3 separate regions of the Gossypium hirsutum genome follow, and regions 1 and 3 are each linked to region 2. The links are chromatin contacts, called in public Hi-C maps. All regions are on one chromosome and are shown on one strand. The core of a region is the stretch at or near the end of the contact, and the rest is flanking DNA. Distances in the headings are between cores, read along the strand shown.

Region 1 (4,746 bases), core at 1,486-3,985, 140 kb after region 2:
TTTTATGGGGAAATGGTTGACTTTTTTCAATATTCTGGTGACTATCGATTTAGGGGTTTGGGAACGTAGAGGAAAGGTTTTGGGAGAAATTTGATGGGGTTAGGAGTGGGGTATTGAGGGTATTTATAGGGTTAGGGGGATCAACATTTATGGAGATGGGTGGCAGTTAGCGTTAATGATGCACTTATCCCCATATCATCAGTCACCTTGACGATTTGCTAAAAACAATGTGCCACAATTTTCCCAAATCGGTATTTGGCTATCGATTTGAAGTTTTGAGGTTTCCTGTCAACCTCAAATCCTCAGTTGCCATGTAAATTTAAAATTTTCATGTATCTCTCATATTATTTTGGTAAAAAAAATTCATACTATTTTTGTAAATAATTTATTTTTTGTATTTTTTTAAGAAAAAAACCAACAAAACACCCGTAGTGGATTTAACAATATTTACCCGTCCCACACAATTATCATCCCTAAATTTATATGTTGTGATATACAGTAACAATTAATAAAATTAACTAAATTGTGATTTAGTTTTAACTTAGTTAATATTGTTATTATTGTAATAACTAGGAGAAAATAGATTCGAGAGCACTAAAATGAGTATTTTATTTTTCAATTAGCTTAGAATATAGATAGTAGATTGTATATCATGATGTGAGTGAAAAATTTTATATAATAAATTTATAAAACATGATTTAAAAATTAAATGTAACTTTAGCTAGACTGATAAAATTATGTATATAGTGAAGTTGATAATGTTTTGGGTTCAAATTTTATAATTTTCATCATTTATATATATATTTTAGATTTATCAAAATATAAAATATAAAAAATATAAATATCACTTGTGATTTTGTAAAAGAAATGACTATCTGACAATTCCACGTTGAATTGGGACTTAATTGGTGGGGCAGTATATTGTAAGTATATATAAATATAATATAGGTACACTAAAAATAATTTGACACAATATTAAAAATAAGAGATAAGGATGTGACATTAAGTCACCAACATTCTAAGGGCCAACCATCTCGACTGCTGGTGAAGCCCAATATTAGCCCAAACTACCAAAATTCTAAGGGCCGACCATTACCTTTTTGTTGGTTTAAAAGACCCAGAGAATGAGGCCATTTTAGCAAATATTTGGCAAGACCCTTAAGGAAACAATGAGGATCCACCAAACCAAGCCGAAAGATAGGGTAAACTACCTGGATGGTTATCCAACTTTTGGATAGGTTCTATTTCAGTCACCCAACTTAAAAGATTTTCAATTTCATCACTAATAATTTCAAATTTTAAAATTTTAATCCCCCACCGTTAAATAATTAACCAAAAGCTAACATTAGCCTTTTTTATTATTCTAATGATAAGCTTAATCCTCTAATATTTACATATTTTATCAATTTAATTCTAAATAAATTTTAAAACCTTGAAAAGTTTTATTTATTTATATATATTCTTTTGGTGGTGTTTACAAGCAAAAAGATTATTGGAAAGAAAGGGCCATCGCAGAACGAGCGGAGATGGTGAAACAGTCTAAGGAGTCCTGTGAAGAAAAAACTGAAGCCATTGATGAATGCTTAGCTTTTCATTAAGCAATGGAAAACAGCGTTAGGCTTAACTTTAGACTATTTGAGTTTTTAGATAATTTTACTCGAATTGTTATTTAATAATGTTTTCTATAATAAAAAAAATAATTTTTGAATGAAGGTTGCGGGTTAAGGGCAATCGATGTATTGAAATAAAGAACCATTCAACTATAGACTCAAAAGTAACTGTTAGATACATGGTTGTTTCAACAAAATCGGTTAGATATATTGGTTGGATCGAGAATCGGTTTAGATTCTGATTCGGAGAGAGACATCAGATTGATTTATTTGTAAATTGGTATGGATCGATTTAAGTTAAGTTAAAAAATTGCTTGAGCCATTTTTAAAATATTTTTGGGATTTTTAATGATTTATTTAATTGAACCGATGAATCAACGACTCGACCAATTTAATTATCGGTCTAGTTTGAAAACCTTAATTAGATAGAGTATAAAAAATTTAAAAAAAATTCAATTGATTCATATAATTACTTTTACGAATTCGAACTTTATAAACAATATGATTCACCAAATGAACTTACTAGTACTTACAACTTTGGTAGAGATCGAATATGTTCGGGTTAGCCCAAAACCTCTTTGACGACTTCCTAGATGCTTACTCTGTTTGCAATCAACATTATCCCCATCAAACTCTAAAACTTGACATGTTTCTCACTTTCCATATTAAACACCACCACCAACCAAAATAAAACTTCCATCCAATTTTGATTCTCCGTTTTCGTCATTTACGAAATTCGATAACTTTTTTCAAAGAAATTGAGGAATAAATTTGTTGAATTTTTAAATTTAAGATCAAATTTATACAATGTGTAAACATTGAAAAACTGAACTTGCTATTAGGTCAATAAAAAAAAGACTCATATCAGCTTTCTGTTAAGAATTTAATTATGGGTGACTAAAATTCTAAATTTTGAAAACGTTGGTAATGAAATTGAAAGTTTTTTGAAGTTAGGTGATCAACATAGAACCTATGCAAAAGTTTGGTTACCATCCAGGTAGTTTACCCAAAAAAATAAAAAATAACACGAACCAAAACATTACAAGACAAGACAAGATGCCATGTGGAACTGCCCGTGGGATCCAAAACGCCATGTGAGATAGCGAAACATGCGGATTGCAGATAGGCAATGCACCAATCAGAATCCCAACCCTGTCCACGTGTCGTCCACCCAAATCACGCATCCAACCCTAGCATCAAAACCAATTACAAAGAGAGCCATGCACCCAACGTAAGGATAGGATTTTGTTGTAGCATTCGAGCGGCCACAAATCCGACTCCGACCCACCCAAAGTAGCTTGATTTTATTTGATATATGGCCGCCTCCGCCGCATCATCCTCCATGGCGGCCACCGCCATTTTGGTTCCACGTGTCCACACTGCCGCTAGGATCACCCACTGCTCTGCCTTGCCGTCTCTCCCTCCTCGCGTTTCCAGCGCTTCTTTTTCCTCTTCCGTTAAGCTAAGTCCAGGTACAGCTCTTATACATGGCCTTTTTAACACTCACTTCCAACATCACCTGCGAAATGTAATCACTAGTTCCAAGATTTCTTTTCTTATTGGTTAACTTCAAATTTTGGAAAATAACTGTGGCGATCAGAAAATTTTTGAATGAATATTGTATTTTTTTGATGATAGTAAAAATGTAATTTTATCATTTTAATAATTTATATTTTTATAATTTTTAAAGGATTAAATCAAAATTTTATGGTTTTGTTGAGTGAAAATGCAATTTTATCATTATAAATTTAAAATTCAGAGTCCCTATGCATATGCAGGTTCTTAATTATGGGTTAGGATGATTTAATCTATGTCCATTTTTTGGCATCTAAAACAGAATCCCGGAGGTTTTCTCAGCTGCTGACAAAAGCCTCAGAAGAGACCGCTGTCGATGCTGGGGAGTTTTTCACTGACTTGAAGGAAAAGGTGAGGACATTGTCTTATACTATTATGTCTGGTAGATGATGGAGCTGTCTGCAACTGACATGGTTTCCTTCCCTTGTTTTTATTAGTGGGATAAAGTTGAGAACAAGTCCACAGTTATTCTTTATGGTGGTGGGGCAATCGTTGCTGTTTGGTTATCATCTATTTTTGTTGGTGCTCTCAACTCAGTCCCCTTGGTAATTCAACTCTCAACACTACACTTTCGGCTATCTGTATTCGTAATTAGATTGGCTAACAACACATCTTCCCTTTCGATTAAATCACTGATCCAAAACGAAATGATTTTCTGTGTTTTACCAGCTTCCAAAGATAATGGAGTTGGTTGGACTTGGATATACAGGATGGTTTGTCTACAGATACCTTCTTTTCAAGGTAGGATTTATTAAACTGTGTAGCCCCATCAATCTTAGTACTGGCTAATGTTATCCTCTTTCAGTGCTTATGTTATAGATGGTATTTAACTTAAAAACAATGGCTTCACTTACAAATTATTAATGTTTTTAAGACTAGTTAGGGTAAATAAATCATATGTACGCATTCCGCGCTAATCATAAGAACCATGTGTTAACAACTAAGCTTATTTCCTCAGTCAAGCAGGAAGGAACTAGCTACGGATATTGAGTCACTGAAGAAGAAGATTGCTGAAACTGAATAGATGCACACAAAGATTGGCATGCCCATGCCTTCATTTTGTTTTTGGTCCCTTTGTACCCTGTAAAACAGACATGTGTATCATATCATGTAATCGTAGGATTGCCTTGTATATGTAATCCATGCCAAACTTTTTGTTTGCCCTGTTCTTAGAGTGATACTAGTCCATTTTTATGTGTATGGTCATGGGGGTACAATTTCCATCCCTCTCTCTATAAATGCATTTTTAATGTGTAGGAAGTATAGCTTGTTTCTTCCATTGAAATTGTAGAAACCATTTTTTTGAAAAACAAAAAATTTAGGTTGTCGACTTTAAAAAAATGAAAATTGGGAGTCGCCACCAATCTTTTATTAAGGTGTGATTGAATTACCTAAAAAAACGGCTTTGGTCTACGAGTTTTAGAAAAACGGATCCGGGAGTCAGTTACGTTCGAGGAAGGATTAGCACCCTCGTAACGCCCAAAAATTGGTACCTAGTTAATTAATTAATGTCTTAATGTCGAAAATTTGAAAAATATAATCCTTAGCAAAAACTCTTAAA
Region 2 (4,967 bases), core at 5-2,504:
CAATGGCGATATATATATGTGTATATATAGATATAGATAGATAGATAGATAGTTGTGGTTACTGAGCTTTCGAAAACAATCGTCAATGATTGTGGACTAAACTAGAAAAGTTGCTACTGTGCCTACTCTTCCGAATTTTGAAATGAGTTGTTGTGTTTGGTTGAGATTTTAATTTTATTTCCTCCCACTTGATATTTACATGTAAAATGTTGTGAATAAATACAAAAATAGTGGTTTAGAAATAGAAGGCTCTACAACAAATTAAGAAAGTGTCCGTTCAACACCGCAAGACATGGGCACCTAAAGGAAAAAAGATGGTGGACATCAATAATTTTTAAGAATGTCTTTTTTTTACTATATTGGTTTGTCAGCAGAACATGCCGATGGCCTCTATAATTTTGTGATTTCTAAGACTTTAATCTTATGCAATATGACATGCATAAGAAAATGAACTTAACTATGGTACAAAATAATGGTATTACAAATCATATTAATCAAAACTCTCTTCTGTAGTCAATTTCTTGGCGACGGTACGAGGAAAACGAGTGAGGGTCTTTCTGGCGCTTCTTACTGTTGATTCTATTTTTTCATTATCTTCTTCACTCACATTTTGGCTTTGTTTTTAACTTGTTTGCACTCTTCGAACAAGTTTACAGAATTCCTGTCAAAGCAACAAAACTTGATTAAAAATCAATACAAGATATCAAGCAATAGTGGCAGTGGTACTTGGCTATATCAACTATAACGATGTAGTATGCTTATGGCTTGCATGCTGGTCTAATGAGCACTGCAACATATTAAATCGTCTTTCTAATGCCTGAGGTTTAAATCCCTCTATGTTCAAGTCAGTCGAGATGCTATAAGTTGTGTATCTAGTGGACAGCGTACCAGTAGCAGTTTAACAACTTCTTGGATAAATAAAATCTGTTACTTATCCAAAATAACATAAAAGAAAATAAAAAAGGAGCAACAATTCGACTTTTGAGCAATGCAACATTTAAGTTGTACATGCAGGGCAGTGAAGCAATTTGGAGGTGAAGAATTTAGATGAATTTGCTTGCCTAACTAGCCTCGAGCTTCTAATGGTACATATTGATTAAAACATTTGAGAAATAATTTAATCGGTCTGCTTACCTGACGATCAAAATCGACACTGCTAACTGAAAATACTTCATTAGGAATTTCAATAACCTTGCTTATCAACCCATCAAACAATCTATTTGCAGTGTTAACAAACTCCTGCGACTACTAAATTAAAAAAAAACAGCACAAATAGTAAGAGAATATACATGCAAGTGTAATCAGTTTAAGCCTTGTTAGAGTATTATAAAGAAAGTCAGTTGTCAGTTAGTTGTTAGTTGTTAGTTGTTAAGTCAGCAGTTAGTCTGGTAAGGCAGTTACAACTCATGACGTCTTGTGTAAATACATGTATCATCTTCACTTAAGAATAAGATAATTTGAAGTATTCATTCTGTTGTTAGTCTTGAGTATAATACAACATGGTATCAGAGGTCATCTCATCCTGGGTTGGTGGTTTTTGAGTTTTGTTGGTTGCATGGATTCTCTGTCAAGTCCATCTGATACTCAGTCCGCAACTCCCACGATGGCGTCTAACCTTACCAGCAGTGTTGTTGATAGCAGGTTCTTTTCTACCAAGAAGGTCAGTGTTCTTCTTGATGATTCCAATTATCTTTTATGGAAACAAGTATTTTTGGCAGTAAAAGCTTATAAGCTCCAGAGCTTTCTTGACTTGCACACCGTGCCACCTCCTTCCACGATTCCAGATGATAATGGTGTCCCTCAAGAAAATTTTGAGTTTGTTAGATTCGAACAGCAAGATAGTGCTCTTGCTTCTTGGCTCTTATCCTCAGTGAGTCAAGCGATTCTCGCTCATCTCATCGGATTGGACACGAGTGCTCAAATCTGGAATGCCATTGTCTCTTTATATGGCAGTAAATCTACTTCTCGGCTAATGTTCTATCGCCGTGCATTACACTCACAATGTAAGGGAGATCTTTCTATGCGTGAATTCTTGATGAAAGTTAAGCTCTACTGTGACAATTTGGCCAGCTATAGGGAGGTCATCAGTGAGCATGAGCATGTCACGACTATTTTAAATGGTTTGTTGTCTGAATATGAGTCTATTGTTTCCATTATTGTTGCTAGTCAGGTTCCATATAGTCTTCAGAGTGTTGTGACCATGTTGGTTGATGCTGAGTCTCGTCAGCAAGTTGTAATGGCTGAGATTCCTAGTTCTGCCAATCTGGTTTCTCAGCAACCTGCTGAATCTGTTCCTAGTGAGTTTGTACCATCTTATCGACCATCTGCATCTCGGGGTTGTGGACGTGGTCGGTTTTCTGGAACTCGATTTCAGTGTCAGCTATGTGGGAAAACAGGCCATCTTGTAGATTATTGCTACTACAGATTTGATGCGTCCTACAAAAGCAACAATTATAAACCTCCACCACAGGCAAATGCGTGTATGTATGCACCTGGTTCTTCTTTCTGGACTTCACCTGCTATGATGTCACCAACACCTGTGTTGTCTGCTCCTCCACCCAACTGGAGTTATCAAATAGCCCCCCTTCTAACTGGACAAACCCTTTTGTTGGTAACCCATCACCACAGACTCAGGTTTCATCTATCAATGCGTCTCAGCCTCATGCTTTGCTGGCTACTTCTGACACTGTTGGAGACAATGCCTGGTATCCGGGTTCTGGGGCAACTCGTCACCTCACTCACTCGGTTGCCACTCTTGGTGATAACACCTCGCGCAATGGGCCAGGTAAGGTGTATGTTGGCAATGGTGATACTCTACCTGTCTTACTCTCTGGTCAGTCTTCTCTGCTTACTAAGATGCGACCGCTTTACATGAAATCCTTATTATATACACCTGGCATAACTAAAAATTTACTCTCTGTGTCAAAATTCACAAGAGATAACCAGGTGATGTTTGAATTTCTTCCCACACAATGTCAAGTTCGTGATTTGAAGACTAATGAGATTCTTCTTAAAGGAGTTCTACATCATGAGCTGTAACTGCCTTACCAGACTAACTGCTGACTTAACAACTAACTGACAACTGACTTTCTTTATAATACTCTAACAAGCCTACACTAAGTCTTCAAATCAAAACTTGAATTACACTATATTCAAATTGGTCGTCATCATCATCATCATCTTCTTCAATGATTTGCGTCTTTGAACCAGCTAAAGCCTGCAATGTTTTCTAGTCACCTAGTTTTGTAGCCTGGATCAAAACTTCCATCAATTCAAGCTCTACTTCTCTTAGTAGTTTCCCTAACACAAAATATAGTATAAATCATTCACCACAACCCATAAAGGAACGTAAATCAATTGGCTTTCAATATACTTTTTTTACCAATATAATTGAATTACCTTCGCTTTCCCTCTCGAACATCAGGCCCTAGTCTCTGCAACCAAAACACAAACACCTTGTCTACAATAACATATTTTCAAATGAACTAATAAAAAGCTTCAGAATTATAAAACTTGTACTTCCTTAAATACCTTAACTAGCATTAAAGCACCGAAAACATCTTGTTCGAGAGAAGACGCTCTAAACATTCACAACGCAAAAGAAATTAAAATAAACAAAGATGTTAGCTTTCAGTATTATACCATTTGATTTGAAAAGTTTAAAAATGTTTTTTTAATAAATATATGTTTGTAGGTTGCACTGCACCTGAGGATGCGTTTGATTTGAGGGGTTGAGAATGAAGCGAGGTCCTTACCCCAACAGACAGCCGACGAGCCTCGCGCTTCTTCTGGTTGTAGTTATTCTTTACATCGGGTTCCGAGTTGTCACTGATTTCGTTTTCTCAGAGATCAGTTGGAGATAGGGCATTGGGTAATCTGCTTCTGCCTGCGCGGAGACGAGCGTTCGGACGGGAGGAAGTTTTTGACGGAGGAAGAAAGATGCAGGATGCAGGCCCAGAAAAAGAAAAGAAAAGAAAAAGGGAAGAGAAAGGAAAATAGAAAAGAAAAATGAGGCATAAGAGGATGCCATGTGGCGGTGTGTGATTGATTAGCACTGCCACATCAGCAAAAAAATTAATGTCGTTAGTCTTATGTATTAATATAGTGGACGGAAAAAAATTCATGTAGACAAAAAAAAATAAATATCAATTGGGAAAAGTGAACAAGTTCAGATATCAATATTATTATTATATATATGCGTAAAAGGGTTGAAAAGGGGAGGCCTTACAACCGCCCTTTCTTTTTTAGGTTTTAGTTATTATATATATACTTTTAATAAAAGGTGAGGTGTTTTACAACTCCTAAAAACATTAACCCTTTTTAATTTAATAAAATTTCATCGTGTTATTTTTTTATTGTTTTTCAATTTATGAGTAAAGTTATTGTTTCTTTTTTAATTAAAATTCTTTTTATAATTTAATTCTTAAGCTTTATTTAACTATTCTATAGACAAAATAGTTACACAATATCTGTAAGTATTCCTATTTTATATTTAGGATTTAGTTTAGAAAAATAGGGTTCTAAGATTGTATTTTCTGATACCTTAAAAATTGGGTCATTACATATTTTTCCTAAAAAGTAATGGGCATAGAATCCTGATATTTCTATAGAAAAATTGAATTTTTTTTTGTATAACCACAACTATTCTCATCCGTTTTATGGTTTAATTTGAGTATAGTCTTGCTCGGGTTGAAGTGGTATTTAGGTAACGCCCTCTCAATAATATCAACTTCAAGATTTGAATTTAGCCCAAATACTCGGAGAAAAAGCTAATTATTTAGATAAAGTTTGTATTTCATTGATAAAATTTCTGTTTCCTTGATAAAATTCAACGATAAAAGTTACAAAGATGTGCAGGAAGAACATAAATTAAATAAAAAAATTTAGGCTTAAAAAGATTCATTAAAATTCATTACCTTTTGACTATATACTAAAAAAATGGACAACGATTGAAATTTATCTACTTT
Region 3 (4,306 bases), core at 1,521-4,020, 180 kb before region 2:
TGAGCCAAACCATGACGAAATCTATTTCAGGCTTTCCTTTCTTTCCTCCCATCATCAACGTGTCAAATTCTAATTAAAAAAAAAAGTTAGTCAATCGTTTGAAGGCCAAACGTCTACTGGCCTCTCAATGTAAGGCTTTTTCTTATACATGAGGAAGCCAGGACATGATCCAGCGAAGCTATCCAATGTATGTTATAAATTAGGTTTTTGTACTTAGCTTCGCTCGGGATTTAACAATTAAATATACATAAATTAGACTTGTAATACATATGATAGAATTATTAATTATTAATTATTAATTAAATAATTTATGTAAATAAATTTAAAATTACCTTTGAATAATCAATTATAAATTACGTAAAATGAGAGCTAACAGATAACCCCAATGATTTTATGAATTAACTTATATATTTAAACAATACTTTAACTTCCGGTCTTTAAAGTGAAAGATATTATACCCTCAAAACATTTGAATTCGAATGTGTAATAACGATGGCACAGAGTCAGTTGATTTTCAATATATTATTACTATTTTCCTTTATTCCTTCTCTCCCTCCCCATGTCCCCACGTTCCAGTTCAAAAAACCAAAAAAATCACCTGTCACGGGATAGAAGTGCTTCAGATTGAATTGGTGTCATGTGTATTAATTTGATTAGGAAATTATTAAAATAAGTTATATTATTCGAAAATGTTTTAATCATTTTAATTTAAAAAATAATAAAAATATAGATATTGTGTGATTTGTATCAATGCCAATTAAATTAGAAAAAAAATTTTAAATTTATCACTCAATCAAGTCTTTTATTTTGATTTTCTTATGTATTTTAATTTTATTATCCACCTCCATTAATTGCATATATTATTTCTTATATGTTAATTTCTAAATATGTGGTAGTAAATGGGTGTGATAAAATTTCTAGTAGTATAAAAGATTCTTAAAATGGACTTGACGTAGGTGTGCTTATCCATGCTATGGACTAAAGTAACGCTAGTTGTTTAAGGATTGTGATTTGGATGTGTGGAAGTAGTACAAGCAAAATAAGGCTAATTTGGGCCAACCGAAACACAAATTGAACTGCAAGGATTTTAAGCCAATAAAAAACAGAGTGTACAATCGAGATGGCTTGGACTAAAGATCCAAATCCAATTAAAGCTCCTGAAGTGTAGCTTAAATTTCATAAAACAGACCACTACTCTCGACACCAATTATTAGTGCTGAAGATCACCAGTCCTCCTTGCACACCTGATGGAATCATCTATTATCATCTTCAAATCACATTTATATTCAAAGCCCTTTTCAATAAGCTTGGTAGACCCCCACTTGGTATCTCCTTTTGCTCCATCCAATTTCCTGAAATTCATTTTCCATTAATAAATATATATAGATCATAGCATGCAGGAGAAACTAGTTACGACTCAAGATGAATGGTTTGGGATACTTACTCTGCTTTAACATTAAATTCTGGGTAATGCAGTTGATAGCAACCAGCAAGTTGTGCTGCCGAAACAAAAGCGCTGGCAATTAAAAATCTACCGCTGATGGAAGGCTTCTCCATGCAGAAAATATGAGCTTCACAAACATCATTTATGTGTACAATCGGAAGTTTCCCCAGCAGTTCTTCCGCGTATTTCACACTTCGGTATGAATGCGCGTTATGTGTAACTTGTGAAATGAAAGCAGCCACACTTCCAGGTGTATAAGATAAAACAGTATCTCCTCCAACAATGCCACAAGCTACGGTTACCACCTTCATTCCACCATCTTTTTCACTGCTCCCATACCCCAAAACTTCATTCTCTGCCAATGTCTTTGATACTGTGTAATCCTACACGACCCCCAACAATAAACATACAGGATTCTTAGCTATCGTGATCTCATATATTGTTTTCAAGTAATAAAATGTACAACTTGCCTTAAAGAAGCCATTAGAGGAAGCAAGTGAAAGATTAAGGGGCGTCCAACAGGTTTCATCTATGGATTCCTTGTAACCACTCCCATCGTCTTTCAATGGCGATGCAGCACAAACAGAGGCTGTGTAGATTAATCGTTTCACACTACCTGATTTTATACAACACTCTGCAATACTTTTTATTGCAGAAACTGCAGCCTCACTCGTGTTTTTAAACTGTTCATAAATCGTCAAAACCGGCATGGTTCAAAGATTAAACTATAAAGAGGATGAAAAAGTAATGTCACAAGAGAGAAACCTGAGAAGCATCAGAGGGTTGCAAGGGAGTCGCAACATGGAAAACGCACATACAGCCATGAATAGCTTGCTCAAACTCATTTGGCCTGTTTATATCAGCTTCAAACAAAACTAATTCTGTGTCCGCGTGAGGAAAGCTCTTAAGGAGTTGAACCTTTGAAGCATCGCCTGTCATGAAAATATTGCATTAGAAACATAATCAAACACGATGACAGAAATGGAAGAGAGATACTAAGTGTACCCAACTTTCTGAGGGTGGCGTGGACAGTATATCCTTTCTCTAGTAGCTTCTTGACCAGAGAAGAGCCAATGAAACCAGCGGCTCCTGTAACGCATACCCTGCACTTACCCTTCTCCATTGCTGCTAAATTCTCTCTCTTATCCATGTATATATCATATCTAACAACAAGAGTGACCCCTCGCGTAAAATATAATTAATCATAGAAATACTTATTTAATTTTAATCTTAAATATTATAATTTATTAATTATGGAAATTAAATTTATGTCAAAGTATACTTTAATTATTTTATACAGGACTGAGGATCAACCTATTTCCTTCTTGCCATATAGAAAATAAAGCGGCATTTCTGCTAGGATAAAATGTGTATCTTCCTTTTAACTATTTTATAGAGAATATAATCAAAAGACGGGATTTACACGGCATTGCGAGGAGAAAAATGCCTGCTATTCTTTGTTTGATTGCAGCGCCTCGATTATGTCACTACATGTTTCAACCAAACAAATCTCTACCGTAGATTATTTCATTATTTTATATGGATGTTCATGAATGATTTTGTAATCTCTGCATTATTATTTCAAAAGTTGAATGTGGCAATGTAAAGTGGATTAATCAAAGCTTTTTCCTTCATACCTTCAACTTTGTTATTAGTGTAATTCATGCGTAATTTAGAGGTTTAGATTTTGTCATTTTCAACTTTTGAATGCTGCAGAGAAAGTGGACATGATAACCAGTTATGCCATCAACATTGCTTTTGTAGCGTGGAGATAGTAGAGCAACTAAATCTCAAAATTTTTGTATAAAAATATAAGAATCTTTGTAGAATTATATATTTATATAAAATGTGATCTATGACCTATAAATTATATTTTATATAAATAAAGACATTTAAAATTATATTAAAAAATATTTTGTGTCCTACATTTAAAATCAAAAGAGAAACAATTTAAGTGTGAGAGTCGTTTCATTTGAAAAATATTGTAACACCATGCAATATCCAAAATTTGGTACTTAATTTTATTATCTCAAAACCCAAAAATTAAATATTAAAATTTTAATTTTTAATCATGATTGCTCCACATATTTATAAAAATGATGATTTGAGATGATAGACGGAATGAAGAAGGTATTAAGAAAAATGGAAGGGCAAATGAAAGGAGAAACATGTGGGACAAACCTTTCTCTATGTTTGGAACACAATTTGAAGGATTACTCTTTTTTTGTTCTTTTTAAATTTTTGTTCTCTTTTGGGTCTGTTCGAAGCTCACCTGATTTTGATGAATTGAAGGCTTTTCTTTTTTTTTTCTTTTTTTTGGGGGTCTGTCAAGAGTCAAAATTATTATTATCATTACTGCTACTATTATTAAATATTATTATTATTTTTTTACAAATAAACAAGATTGAAAAATAATATATATACATGAAATAAAATGAAAGAAAAAAAAAAGCTTTTCAAATTTTTTTTTTAAGATGAAAGGAAAAAAACATCATGTTTTTTTTCCTTTTTTTTTTCTTTTTGCCATAGACATATCATAAGGGATCAAGTTTTGAGCTCCGATGGACATCATCAGACAGTTGGTCTTCCGCCCCTAAGAGCCCCAAAAATTCTATTTTTTTCCCTTCCCCTTTCTAAAATAAAGGTTTTTCTTTTAAATGGCTTGATCTTGGGAAATGTTTTGGTTTTTTTAAAAAAAAAGGAGAAAGTTTAGATTTTTAAAAATAAAAATCTGTTTTTTAATCCTTTTAAGGAAAATTTAAAATTTTAAAACAATATTTCAAAATAAAATATTTAATTTTTAAGAAAAGTAGTGATTTTTTAAAAAAGAAAAAGAGATTTTAGATTTTTAAAAATAAAAAT

The links. A called contact is a pair of places that touch in the nucleus more often than the background predicts.
Region 1: a Hi-C map of leaf shows a contact between it and region 2, with 1.6 times the contacts expected there. The contact joins the promoter of LOC107954513 here to the promoter of LOC121219101 in region 2. A contact is called at or near these places in 2 of 34 Hi-C or Micro-C datasets (both in leaf).
Region 3: a Hi-C map of leaf shows a contact between it and region 2, with 2.4 times the contacts expected there. The contact joins the promoter of LOC107954501 here to the promoter of LOC121219101 in region 2. A contact is called at or near these places in 5 of 34 Hi-C or Micro-C datasets (anther, callus, fibers and 1 more).

The regions. Positions count from the first base shown.
Region 1 is chrD07:23,638,103-23,642,848 of Gossypium_hirsutum_v2.1, forward strand. LOC107954513 (protein CURVATURE THYLAKOID 1A, chloroplastic) reads left to right here and starts at 2,736. Exons shown (of 5, transcript XM_016890098.2): 1 at 2,736-3,082; 2 at 3,448-3,536; 3 at 3,623-3,730; 4 at 3,855-3,926; 5 at 4,144-4,344. The coding sequence starts at 2,926. The coding sequence ends at 4,209.
Region 2 is chrD07:23,497,719-23,502,685 of Gossypium_hirsutum_v2.1, forward strand. It overlaps LOC121219101, which reads left to right and starts at 1,255. Exons shown (of 2, transcript XM_041096745.1): 1 at 1,255-2,785; 2 at 3,695-3,829. The coding sequence starts at 1,556. The coding sequence ends at 3,727. LOC107956119 (a long non-coding RNA gene) reads right to left here and starts at 3,820. Exons shown (of 6, transcript XR_005915805.1): 1 at 3,756-3,820; 2 at 3,532-3,580; 3 at 3,400-3,434; 4 at 3,146-3,300; 5 at 1,135-1,248; 6 at 307-661.
Region 3 is chrD07:23,313,049-23,317,354 of Gossypium_hirsutum_v2.1, forward strand. It overlaps LOC107954501 (putative anthocyanidin reductase), which reads right to left and starts at 2,771. Exons shown (of 5, transcript XM_016890087.2): 1 at 2,450-2,771; 2 at 2,210-2,376; 3 at 1,915-2,127; 4 at 1,445-1,827; 5 at 1,050-1,352. The coding sequence starts at 2,594. The coding sequence ends at 1,211.